Linked DNA regions of Mus musculus: region 1 is linked to region 2. The links are chromatin contacts, called in public promoter capture Hi-C maps. All regions are on one chromosome and are shown on one strand. Each heading gives the region's core, a stretch centred on a gene start, on an enhancer-like site or on the middle of the called end of the contact. The rest is flanking DNA. Distances are from core to core; before and after follow the strand shown.

Region 1 (5,767 bases), core at 2,696-5,195, 350 kb after region 2:
GAGGCCTAGCTGGAGGAAAGAGGTCATTATGGCTTCTCCATGTCAGGGATCCATGGCCCCAGCTGCATATATAGCAGGGGATGGCCTTGTCGGCCATCAATGGGAGGAGAGGCCCTTGGTCATGTGAAGGCTCGATGCCCCACTGTAGGGGAATGTCAGGGTAGGGAGGCAGGAGTGAGTGGGTGGGGGATCACCCTCATAGAAACAGGAGGAGGGGGAGTGGGATAGGCAGATTGGGGGGCCGGGAGCAGGAAAGAGGATAACATATGAAATGTAATAAAATATCCAATAAAAAAAGACTTCTCCATTTCGAGTTATGCTTGGTCCTTGGTGCCTTCTTTTTTTCCTGCTTCCTGCCTATGATGTCAGTCTCTCACCGTGCTCTCTAACAAGTTAATAAAATCACTGGTGATGATCCTAAGCCACCATTTTCCCTTGTTTTTCTTTCTTTCTTTTTTATTTTTTATGTTTGATCACAAAAATGTACATGATAAATATAGGAAATCAGTACTGAAGGAGGGTGGTTGCAGCGATTCTCTGAACAAGCCTGAGCTGGTCCAGAAGTCTGTGCGGCTGGGCTTCATACAAGTTTGGAAAAGTTTGAATTCTAATTATTCTGGTGAAGCCTAGAAGACAGTGGGTAGAGAAAGCCTAGAACACTGAGTGGCAGAAGTCTAGAACACTGTGATGGTTTGTATATTCTTGGACCAGGGAGAGGCACCGTTTGGAGAGGTGGCCTTGTTGGAATAGGTGTGACCTGGTTGGAATAGGTGTGTCACTGTGGGTGTGGGCATAAGATACTCACCCTACTTGCCTGGAAGTCCGTCTTCCACTAGCAGCCTTTGGAGGAAGACATAGAACTTTCAGCTCTGCCTGCACCATGCCTGCCTGGATGCTGCCATGCTCCCACCTTGATGATAATGGATTGAACCTCTGAACCTGTAAGCCAGCCCCAGTGAAATGTTGTTTTTATAAGACTTGCCTTGGTCATGGTGTCTGTTCACAGCAGTAAAACCCTGACTAATACAGACACTATGAGTGGTGGAAGCCTAGAACACTGTCAGTAGCAGAAGCCAAGGACACTGTGAATGAGAAGCCTAGAACACTGTGTGAGTGGCTGAAGCTTAGAATGCCATGAGTGGTGGAAACCTAGAACACCATGAGTGGCAGAAGCCTAGAACACTTTAAGGAATGTAATGATAATGTCAACAGGAGCTTAATGTACCACAATGCCATTAAACACAGTGACAATACCAATAATTTTATCACCTTGATACTAGAGGCAGAAAGATCAGGAGGTCAAGGCCATTCTCAGGTACATAGTGAGTTTGAGGCCAGTATAGGATACTAGAGACCCTGTCTTAAGATGCAATACTCAAACCAACACCTGGATGCATGCAGGAATGCATGCATACATGCATGCATATGCACACACACACGTACACACACACACACACACATACACACACTACTACTACTACCATCACCACCACCACCACCAACAACAACAACAACAACAACAACAACAACAACTCAACAAGTTTCAGATTGGAACAAGGGCTGTCTTGGAAACCAGAGACCGTTCATATCATATTATAACAAAGAATTTGTCTACCTTTTGTCCATGTCCAAAAACTGTGGAAGGCTGAGTTTAAACAAGGTGGCAGTAGAAGAAATTTCAACATTGCTCATATTCAGGGAGTGGCCTGGTTATTACAGACTGCCATTGGCCAAGTTTACATTGAGAACAGACAAAAATAATTAGAGAGAAAAAACTTAAATAACTTGTAGTTCGTTAAGAAACATGCAAAGTAAGCCGGGTGTGGTGGCGCACGCCTTTAATCCCCAACACTCGGGAGGCAGAGGCAGGTGGATTTCTGAGTTCGAGGCCAGCCTGGTCTACAAAGTGAGTTCCAGGACAACTAAAGCTATATAGAGAAACCCTGTCTTGGAAAAAAAAAGAAAGAAAGAAAGAAAGAAAGAAAGAAAGAAAGAAAGAAAGGAAGGAAGGAAGGAAGGAAAGAAAAGAAAAGAAAAGAAAAGAAAAGAAAAGAAAAGAAAAGAAAAGAAAAGAAAAGAAAAAAAAGAAACGTGCAAAGTGGAAAGCTGCAGCTAAGGAAGGCCTGGCTTCTGAAGAGATTGGTGCCACTAAGAATAGCAAAGCATTTTCTATCATTCCTATAGGAAAGGCACCTTGAGGGCATGCCAGAAACTGGCAGACCCATCTTTAGCAGGCTCAAGGGCGTGAAAGGGTAAACTCAACTGAAAAGAAAACTCAACTTGAGACCAAAAGCCTCTGGAGCGCCTTGGTCCCACAGAGAACTGCCTGAAAGCTGTCTCCCAGGATTCACTTCACCGAGCTGCACGGGCACTCGGAGACCAACACGGCTGCCCAAGCGGCTGCGGACCTTGAGCACTGCCCGTGTGTTGATGGTTTTGCAGTCATGCAGAGCGCCAAGAATCACAGGCTAAAGAGGCATCCGCTCAGATTTCAGGAAAGAGCCCGAAGGTCAGGCAACGGGTATGACAAGGTCAGAATCTTCACAGGTAGCACCCGAAAGGGAGCTGTGTGCACTTGTGAAGGTGAAACCTGGGCTGTGACGGAGACGCTATGATGCTGGAGCTCCCAAGAACGAGGAACAGCTGCCCAGAAAAGCTATAGTCAACAAGAAGCCAGGCCAAGAGGGAGGTCACGTGGGCTGCAACCAATAAGATCATACAAAAGGGACTGCCCAAGTTTGTTTGAGCTGACAACATGCCAGATGCCATACATGGGGCTGTAAGATTTACTGTTTGCCCCCATTGGGTTGCAGTCTCGCTTTTTGATCTGACCACTCTTTCTCGTCTTCTCCCTTATCGATTGAGAATCCTTACTAGGTATTGTCTTCTGTTAGAAGTACAGGACTTGACTTGGCAGGGGCTTACAGAGTTTACCTTGAGTCTCAGAGATTTCAACTTAATACTTTTAAATAGTGCTCAAACTGTTCATTTTGGGGGACTTTTAGAAATGGGCTATGCGCATTTTGCATTGCAAGATGGTGATGTGTCTCCAGGGGCCAGAGGCAGGATATTATGGTTTGACTATGAGATCTCATCTCCAGGCTTGTCTGCTGAACACTTAGTGCCCAGCTATTGTTAGAGCTGTTTTAGGAGGTAGTGGAAACACTGGGGCCTGGCAGGAGGAGGTAGGTCACCAGGAACACACCTGGTCCCTAGTGCTCGACTCTCATTCTCGCTGTGTCCTGTTTGCCATGACTTCCCCTCCCTACCGTGGTAGACAGACAACCTGGAACCATGAATTAAAATGAATCTTCCTTTCCTTTGTTTACGCCAGCTGTTCTATCGCAGCAGTGAAACAAAAGCTGGCTGACATAGAATTTCATTGCAAAGGATCTCTGAGACGGAACCAGACCTTCGTGATGTAAGACTGACAGCTCTTACTTTTATGAACCCCCTGGGTGGAGGTGATGCCAGTATCCCGGTTTGTAGCTTTCAAGTGGGCTTCTGTTTTAGAGTCACCCTAAAGAGCGCATTTCTGATGAGACGTGAGCTGCGGAGAAGGTGATATTTGAAAACCATGTGAGTGACCAGGCTTTCGTTTGCAGTTTGATCTGATAAACCTACACACTGGAACCCACAACACACAGTATCGGATTTTCTCACTTCCCAGACCTCGTCCTAGACTCCACACACTTGCCACCCATCTCCCCTATCCGGTTACAAGGCATTGTCAGTGCCCAGAACGCCCTCACCTCTGGAACCTTGAACTCTGAAATTCCACCCTGCCCTGGGCTTCATATCCATCTCCACTCCTGTGTGTCACCTCTCCAGGCTCCAATCGTCCCAGGGTGCCATCAGTTCTGCCTGTCTCAGAGCCCCAGATGCTCTTGTCACTCAGGACACATTCACCACCAGGAACTACGTCCTTGCCCCTGTCTCAACACATTCTCATTTTGGGTCCAGCCATCTGTCTGTTCTCATTGGTCCTTACACTAGGGGTGGGTGTATCACACAATCCTGCAGTTGGCTGCTAGTTCACATTACAAATCTCAGGCCTTGGCTGGACACTCAAGACCACCTGAACACACTCACTGTCCCAGGCAGCTCTGAACAGTCACCCTGAGCTGACCCACGAGGGATAACAAGTCACCCCACAAGCTGTATTATCAAGATGTCTTCAGAAGTTCATTTCTCCTTCAGTGACTGCGACGTGTGTTTCCTCCTTTTATTTTCGCTTTCCTTTTCAGCTTCTTAAACAGATTACTTCTTGTGAGACGGCGCATTAAAGAGCTTAAGAAAACATCAAGGTTTACCACATCCTTATTGTGTACTGGCGCTGTTCTCCGGGCTAAGCATACAGTGGAGAACAGCCAAGCAGCCCCAGTCTCACGCGTCTATGAGAAGCAAGGGACAGGAAACCTGGCCAAATAGACACAATTAGCTTTATGTATTTATGACTTTACGACCACAGGTTCAATCAAGGGTCTTGTTTGAAACAGATAGGTCTTTAAGGGTTTTATATGTGCTGAATTGGAAATACAGACATGTACAAATATATATATATATATGCATATTTTTGTATATGTACATGTATACACACATGTATAGGTATAGGTATAGGTATAGGTATAGGTATAGGTATAGGTATAGGTATAGGTATAGGTATAGGTATATGTATAGGTATATGTATAGGTATATGTATAGGTATACTTTCTTGTTGATATTTTATAGAAACTATAACACAACACCTATCTGCATACACACTTACATTGTATTATAAGGTACAATTTAAAGTATGAAGAGGGGATGTTTGTAGGTTTGCATACAACTGATATTAATTTGATATAAGGGGGCTCAAGCATCTGCAGAATCTTGTCTCCATGGGAACCGATCTCTGTGTTTCTCTAGGGACAACTGCACTGTGTCATAAGGCGAGGAGCCTGCAGTGTCTGGGGCACAGTGGAGGCAGGGGGGCTGATGTGGAGAGTGTTCCAGGGGCGTGCTGGAGGCAGACAGCCTGGGCTCAAATGCCAGGTCTTAAACTACATTTCGGACTATGGGCAAGTTACCTAACTTTAAAATGAGAATTCTTATAACACTGAATATCATAGTTATATATCTTATAACACTGAATATATATATTATGTTTGTCCTCTTGTGTCGCCTTGACCATATGCTAGACATCAGGTATCGGAGAGAGGTTGGTTTGGCTTGTGATCCTAGCAGCTGCAAAGTCTATGTAGCCAAACAGCATAGTGTCATGAACTCTCGCAAGGGTCCTTCCGGGGCCGCACAGTGCAGTGGAGATGTAGTAAGGAAGGCTGCTGTACTCTGAAGGCTCAGTCACGCATACGGGCAGGAGTCAGGAAACTAGGGAGAAGCTGGCTCACTTTCCACGACAGCTTCCTGTTGCAGAAAGGAGTCCAGTCCTGTGAGAACTGAATTAATCCCTACTGAGGACGGAGGACTTGACCTTTCTAGATCACCACTTCATGGCTTCGCTGCCTCTCAATACGACTACATTGTTGACCAAGTATGTAGTACACACACCTTTGGCAGACAAGTGGAACCCAAACCGCAGTAGGATTAAATGACTGTGTTCATACAGGGAGTTTCCTCTGGTAGGCCCTGTGTAATTACCAGATCCATCATTTTAAATCCTGGGTTTTATCATGGTCACCCGTGCCCTAGAGGCAGAAGAGGATTTTCCGTGAAGGTAAAGGCTCAGGCTTGCTTGTTTTATTCCAGCCCTGAGAGCCTCTAACAA
Region 2 (6,295 bases), core at 3,310-5,809:
TTTTTCTTTTTACAAGCTCAATTATATAATCCAGAAAAATCCTGATTGGTAATTAAGATATTGAAGAGTTGACTCCCACAAGGCATCTTGGTGAGCATAGGCTTACATCTCGTTTACGTAGTGGTTTATTTCTACTAAAAACCAGATTTAAAACAAACAAACAAACCAACAGATTTGTTTTGTAAAAAACAAACAGTTTTTTCTCCAGGTGCTATAAAACAATGCTATTTGTAGTGTTTTCAGTTTTTGTTTTTGGAAAGAAAAAAAAAACTTAGCAAGATAGAGGCCTTGATGATATAATCCTCCTGGCTATAAGCTCCTGATGGGCTTTACACCAGAGAGGGAAAGCAGAAGAGGCAAAACCTTACAGACGATCCAGTTGGTTGCTAGACAATTACCTCCCACAATTACACCTGCTTACAAAGAAACAACCAGAGACTTAGGAAGGGCAAAGCGGTTCCTGGGCCTCACAGCCCTGCAAAGTACAGTCTGGAAAGGATTTGCACAGGGAATTCTCAATTTTGTTCCAATATGAGATCCCAGGGACCATTCCCTCAGAGGCAACTAGAACCACACAAAGGGCATTCCGTCTTACGAGCTGTACATCCTCTGTGCAGGATGGCACTTGATCTGGGAACCTTTTTGTCCCCAGATGTAATATTTGCAGTCATGAAGTTTACAGAAGATAAGAAAATGATGGCTGTGTCATTCATGGGTGCTGAAGCTACGAAAAGGGACCAGCAATACACAGACACACAATGACACACAACACTCAACATAGACACGTCCGATGTAGGGGAAGCTAGATGCTATTGCCAGTTGTCCTCTCTCAGGGAGGCCATGTTTCCCACAAAGGATTCCCTTCTTAGCTTTCTCTTTGATATTTAAGTGTCTGATCTTCTAAGAAGAGCTGGTTAAGATAGTAGATTGTTGTTGGTTGGTTTTGTCATTGTTGTTTTTAGGTCTTGACTAGGCTGAGGGTGTGGCTCAGGGTATAGCACTTGCCTAGTTTAGGAGAGAGACCCTGGTGGGTTCAACCTCTACCTTGGGGTCCAAGGCTGGCTTGGTCTACAGCATAAGACTGTTGCAAGGAATGGGAAAAGAAAGCACAAACACAGCAGGGTCTGGTGGTGCCAGACAACGCTCCGCATACTTAACAGGAGAAATCCTGACAACTCTAACTCAGTTGAGAAGGAGAAAAAAAAAATGTGTTTTGAAATGTCGTGGGCCATGAGTCCAAAAGTCTGCAAATGACAACCTTTTCATAAAATGTAATCTCAGTGGACTGGGCAGTGGTGGCACATGCCTTTAATCCCAGCACTCAAGAGGCAGATGCAGGGAGATATGTGAGTTCAAGGCCAGCATGACTTGCAAAGGGAGCTCCAGGAGAGCAGGGGCTATACAGAGAAACCCTGTCTCAAAAAAACCAAAGCCTCTTCCTCCACTTCCTCCTCCTCCTTTTCTTCCTCTACCTCCTCCTCCTCTTGGCTATCTATCCTTTTCAGAAGAAAAACAGATAATTTAGCATGATGATCAAAGTCCCCCTTCCTACCTCAGCAGCCGTTCTTTGGCTTCTGGAAGGGGCTGTCTGGGTCAGCCCTCACCTGTCTGGCCTGTGGCCACTGAGCATCCTTTGTCCTTTGCTTTGAGGTCTCACTCTGAGTGTTTCTCTTCATCTGGGATCATGCTTCTCACTGTGCATCCAATAACCCTCCCTAGGAGCTCCCCTAGTTGCAGGGGGCCCTGTAGTGTCGACCTGCGTTTCCCACCGAGATTAGTCTCCCTTTCCCCTAGAACCACAGAGCTTCACCTCAAGGTCCAGCTCAGCCCACCGCAAACACAGCTGCTTTATCTCAGTCTCGCTCAAACGTCGAAATCCGCTTCTAACTTGCTCTCTTTAATCAACGGCACCAGAAGAGCTCTTGCCAGCCCCCCCTGGGACCCAATGTCAGTGACACAGGCTCTGCTCATTAGAGTCTCAGTACACCAGAAGTGAAAAGGGTGGTAGTAGGTAGATTTCACTCCACCTACTTCCCAAGAGCTGAGCTTGTGAAACATCTTTGCACAACACTCTTTTAAGGTACAGTTAGGCTCAGTAAGAATTATTGGATCAATGAAGAAAATATGACTTCATTTAACAAATCCTCAATTCACTTAGGTATCATATATTCACCGAGTACATACTGGATATTAGGAATATCATATAATTTTGAAGAGTTGGAGCTAAAGAGACATAAAACCAGTAATCTCCCACCACCTTACTCAGACTAGAGGAGAAACATTGAGCACCTGGTGTAGAGGGTGGGGGCTTCCTGCTTTCACACGCTCTGTGGTGTTCACCACACACCTCACATTGTTATTTATTTAGGTAGGTGAACACACAGTTGCTACACAGCACTGTGGGGTCAGAGGTCAACCTGGGGGCCTTGATTCTCACTCAGTTAGCATTGACTTGGAAGGAGAAACTCGGGGAGCTACACCTGGAAACACAGTGATAATAAAATGTGCTGAGATACACGTACCTGTGCTGGGAGGTCGGAGAGGACATTCTCTGAGCCAAAGAGAACAGCCACCGTGCTCCTGGGAACACTAATTTTGGTGGATGGAACACATAAGTGTTACTGTGTACCATGGAGGTCAGAGGACAACTTGGGGGAATCGATTCTCTCCTATCATGTAGGACCAAGGGATCAAATTGAGGCTATCAGTTTGGTGGTGAGCACATTTATGCACTGAGCCATCTTTCTAGCCTATTATTATTATTATTATTATTACTATTATTATTGAGTAAATCAACCCATTGAAGACTGGGAATGTGCCTCGGTGAGAGAAGGTTTTGTTAATTTGATAAAGTCTCTGGGTTCAATCCTTAACACCACAAAGTAGTAATAATATTGACAATGATGATGCTAAATAAAGAGTAAGGCAGCTATCAGCTTCTACTGAGAAAGTGGACATGGTCAGTGGCTCACGAGAGCAGAGTGCAACACTGGCTGTGTGGAGGAGAGTAGGCAGAGGACCCCAGCTGGGAACCGGCACAAACATTTGAGTTCACCCCTTCTGAGAGCATCATCCACTCATACACTTGGCCAGGGTCTGGACAGAACACCGAGGCCACACTTTCTGAAGCACAGTTGATTCCCCATGGGAGCCATCCATGGCCTGCCTCATCCTGCAGTAGCAGCTGCATTGCCTCTGAGAAATTCAGAGAAGCCTCTTTCCAGAATAAGAGGGAACACACTTTTGTCTTGTAATGAACACCTTTGTCCAAGGACCTAAGCTTAGATTCCAACACTCACAATAAATGCTGCCCGAGGGCAGCTGTCCACCTGCAATCCCAGTACTAGATCCTGGAGAGCACTGGCTAGCAATCCTAGTGAGACACTGTATCCATATACAAGGGGGAAAATGGTTGAAGAAGATGGCTAGTGTTAACCTTTGGCTTCCAAATGCCACACACACACACACACACACACACACACACACACACACATTTATGCGCGCACACATGAACACACATATACAGATGCATATATAGCCCAAGAAAACAGGACAATGGGTTAAAAATACAAAATGAAAACAAGCTGGAAGCTCAAAACTCAAAAACTCTAGCAAAGTCGAGTTGTTTTAAATTCTGCTTCTTAGAGACCCGTGAAAAGACTGTCTGCAGTTGACGCCAAGAGAGCCCCACACCTCTCCTGTCCACCTTCTTACTCTTACATAATCCGTTCTCTGCGCACAGACTCTGATTTGTGCCATTGAAGACAAAGGCTGTGTGGGAAGAGGGCAGAGCCTCAGCCCAGAGCATCTATCTAGCACAGAAAAAGCAAATTAGCTACCTTGAGCATGCGGATTTCTCGAAGGGCGATTTTCTTTATGACAGGGTCATCTTCGGTTTCCAGAAACCTCTTGATGGCCACGATCTGACCCGTGTCCCTGTTTCTGCACTTGAACACTACCCCATAGGAGCCTTCTCCAATCTTTCCAATTTTTTCATATTTTTCCATTACAGAGGAGGAGCAAGTCTTCTTGAGAACGGATTTTCATATAGTTTTTAAAGGTCGTTTATGAACTGACCTCTCTCGAGCCTCATCAAGTAAGGGCTGTCGTCCGCGATCTAGAGAAAACAAGGCGCGAGTTAAAGAATAAGGATCAGCCAGGTGTGGACTCCACCCCCACCCAGCAATGACATCGCGGTCAAGGCTGGGAGTCTACAGGTGGCTGCCATGGGTGACCTAATTTCAGTTGTCTGTTTCATTCCCTCGAGCTAAAGATGTAGCCAGCATCCAAAAACGAGCCGAGCTGTAAGATAATCTATCTTTTTAACGTTATGGTTCATACGATCTAAGACACTTGAGCTGGCTGGAGCACCAGGAAGGCGAAGGGCTTCCCCGGTTCTAGTTTCGGGTCTCAATTCCCTCCGGAAGAGGACACCGGCTGGGCAACCGGGCCCGTGGGGACTGCGGGAACTGCAGGGACTGTGGGGACCTCCCACCCTGACTCCTGAGGCGCCTCTCGGCCCAGCTCTAGCACAGCAGCCTGCAGCTCGGCTGGGTGACTGCTGCGATCCCCATGGGAACCGCGCCGGTTGGGCGGGGCCGCCCTCCGCCCTGCTGTACCCGCAGCCACTTGGCCGGGTCCCTGACCCCGCGCTGCAGGTCCAGAGGGTTTAAATCGTGGAAATCACAGCATGGAGAGTTTGCAGGGAGAACGCCTGCTCCCAGGCTGTCCTAGCAGCCTGCTCGGGCTAGGGTGACCAGGTCCATACCTTATTACGTCCACTCCTTGGTGTCCGTTCCTCGCCTGTGAACCCCGGAGGACAGCAATTGCTCGGTGCTGCAGCTTCGAAAAATGAATGAGAGAGAGTGAGGCAATAGAGGGAGGCAGGATGGCCTTCCCTCCCATGTAGTGGGGTCTTGGCGGTGCAGAGCCTGCTTTGATTGCCTTGACTCTTTCCCCAATCACCTTCTTATTGAACCTGTTTCAGTACAGTGACAGTGGCAGTTGATGGATGCAGGAAATCTTGAAATAAGGATCGCACAGACAGCCTCTACATTTTGTCAGCCCTTCCATCCCCTATGCTAGGCGCCGAGGTGCTTGTGTGCTGGCGGCAGGGCTACAGCAGAGAAAACGCACGATGTGAAACCTGGCCAACCCGGGGCAAGGAACGTGCGATGCAAATGTACACAGAGCTCAAGAGGAAGCTGGGTCTGGGCATACCGAGCGTGACGGCTGCCTGGCAAAGGGTAGAGGTATAATGAGTTACTAGAATAGACTCGTGGTGGTCTGGGACCCTCCCCAGAAATCATGTGCAAATGTGAATGCCTACTCTTTTTGACTTTTGTCTTCTCGATAGCTTTGCCTTGCCCAGAATATCGCGTACATGGAAACATACAGTGCACAGCTTTTATTGAGTCAGATTCTCACTTCACAGAATACATCTGAGAGCCACACACATCTTGCATTTAGCAGCAGTGTCTTCCTGTTTATTGCCGGGTAGCGTTCTGTTGTATGAACGTACTGACTGGTATTTATTTGTTTATTCAATCCTGGTTGAAGGATATTTGGATTGTTTCCAGTGTGGGGTGATTATACATGAAGCCGCTATAGACGCCGTGCATGGTGCTTTCTGTGAAGCCAGGTCTTCATTTTTCTTGGGGAAATCCTTAGCGGGAGACCTCTGCACATTGAGCTTATCTTTTCCATTTTACCTTCCCACCTGCAATGTCCCCAGTGCCCGGCATCCTTGCGGTCCTTTTGGCTTTAACTATTTTTTAAAAATATTTATTTATCTATTATTACATGTAAGTACACTGTAGCTGTCTTCAGACACTCCAGAAGAGGGCGTCAGGTCTCATTACGGATGGTTGTGAGCTACCATGTGGTTGCTGGGATTTGAACTCAGGACCTATGGAAGAGCAGTCAGCTCTCTTAACTGCTGAGCCATCTCACCAGCGGATTTAGCTATTAAAATAGATGGTTAATGGCTTCTAATGGTTTTAATATGAATTTGACTTTTAACCTTCCCTATAGATGTGTTCTCGCTTCAGGATTCTAAGAGACTTATGGAAATTTTTTGGCGCCAACACCTCTCTCTTCCCCAGTGGGCTGCAGTTCTCACTTGGGACATGGCAAAAGGCAGAAGGACAAACAAACAAACAAACAAAACCCCTCTAGTTGATTGAATTAAGTACAAGATGGCGATCTTATTACTAATTTCCATACTTGGGTGGAGCTCAGGACCCTGTGCTCGCCAGGTAGGTGCCCCCAGTGGGAGACAGGATTGCTGTTATTG

The links. Promoter capture Hi-C pulls out the DNA fragments that hold promoters and counts their contacts.
Region 1: a promoter capture Hi-C map of pre-B cells shows a contact between it and region 2, with 2.7 times the contacts expected there. The contact joins the enhancer-like site here to the promoter of Cdkl1 in region 2. A contact is called at or near these places in 5 of 39 promoter capture datasets (the 3T3-L1 cell line, the C10 cell line, cranial neural crest and 2 more), 2 of 115 datasets of contacts at active chromatin or transcription factors (forebrain and microglia) and 1 of 9 other capture datasets (adipose tissue).

The regions. Positions count from the first base shown.
Region 1 is chr12:70,132,351-70,138,117 of GRCm38.p6, forward strand. No RefSeq gene overlaps it. Among named protein-coding and RNA genes, the nearest start is that of Abhd12b, 19 kb to the right of the region's middle. Within about 2 kb of position 3,946, at least 140 of the 459 cell types and tissues checked have an H3K27ac peak or open chromatin away from gene starts, as enhancers often do. A contact at or near this core is called in adipose tissue and pre-B cells, where this site is marked.
Region 2 is chr12:69,786,148-69,792,442 of GRCm38.p6, forward strand. Cdkl1 (cyclin-dependent kinase-like 1 (CDC2-related kinase)) reads right to left here and starts at 4,560. Exons shown (of 10, transcript NM_183294.2): 1 at 4,496-4,560; 2 at 3,840-4,117. The coding sequence starts at 4,007. 4930512B01Rik (RIKEN cDNA 4930512B01 gene) reads left to right here and starts at 4,197. Exons shown (of 8, transcript NR_033573.1): 1 at 4,197-4,304.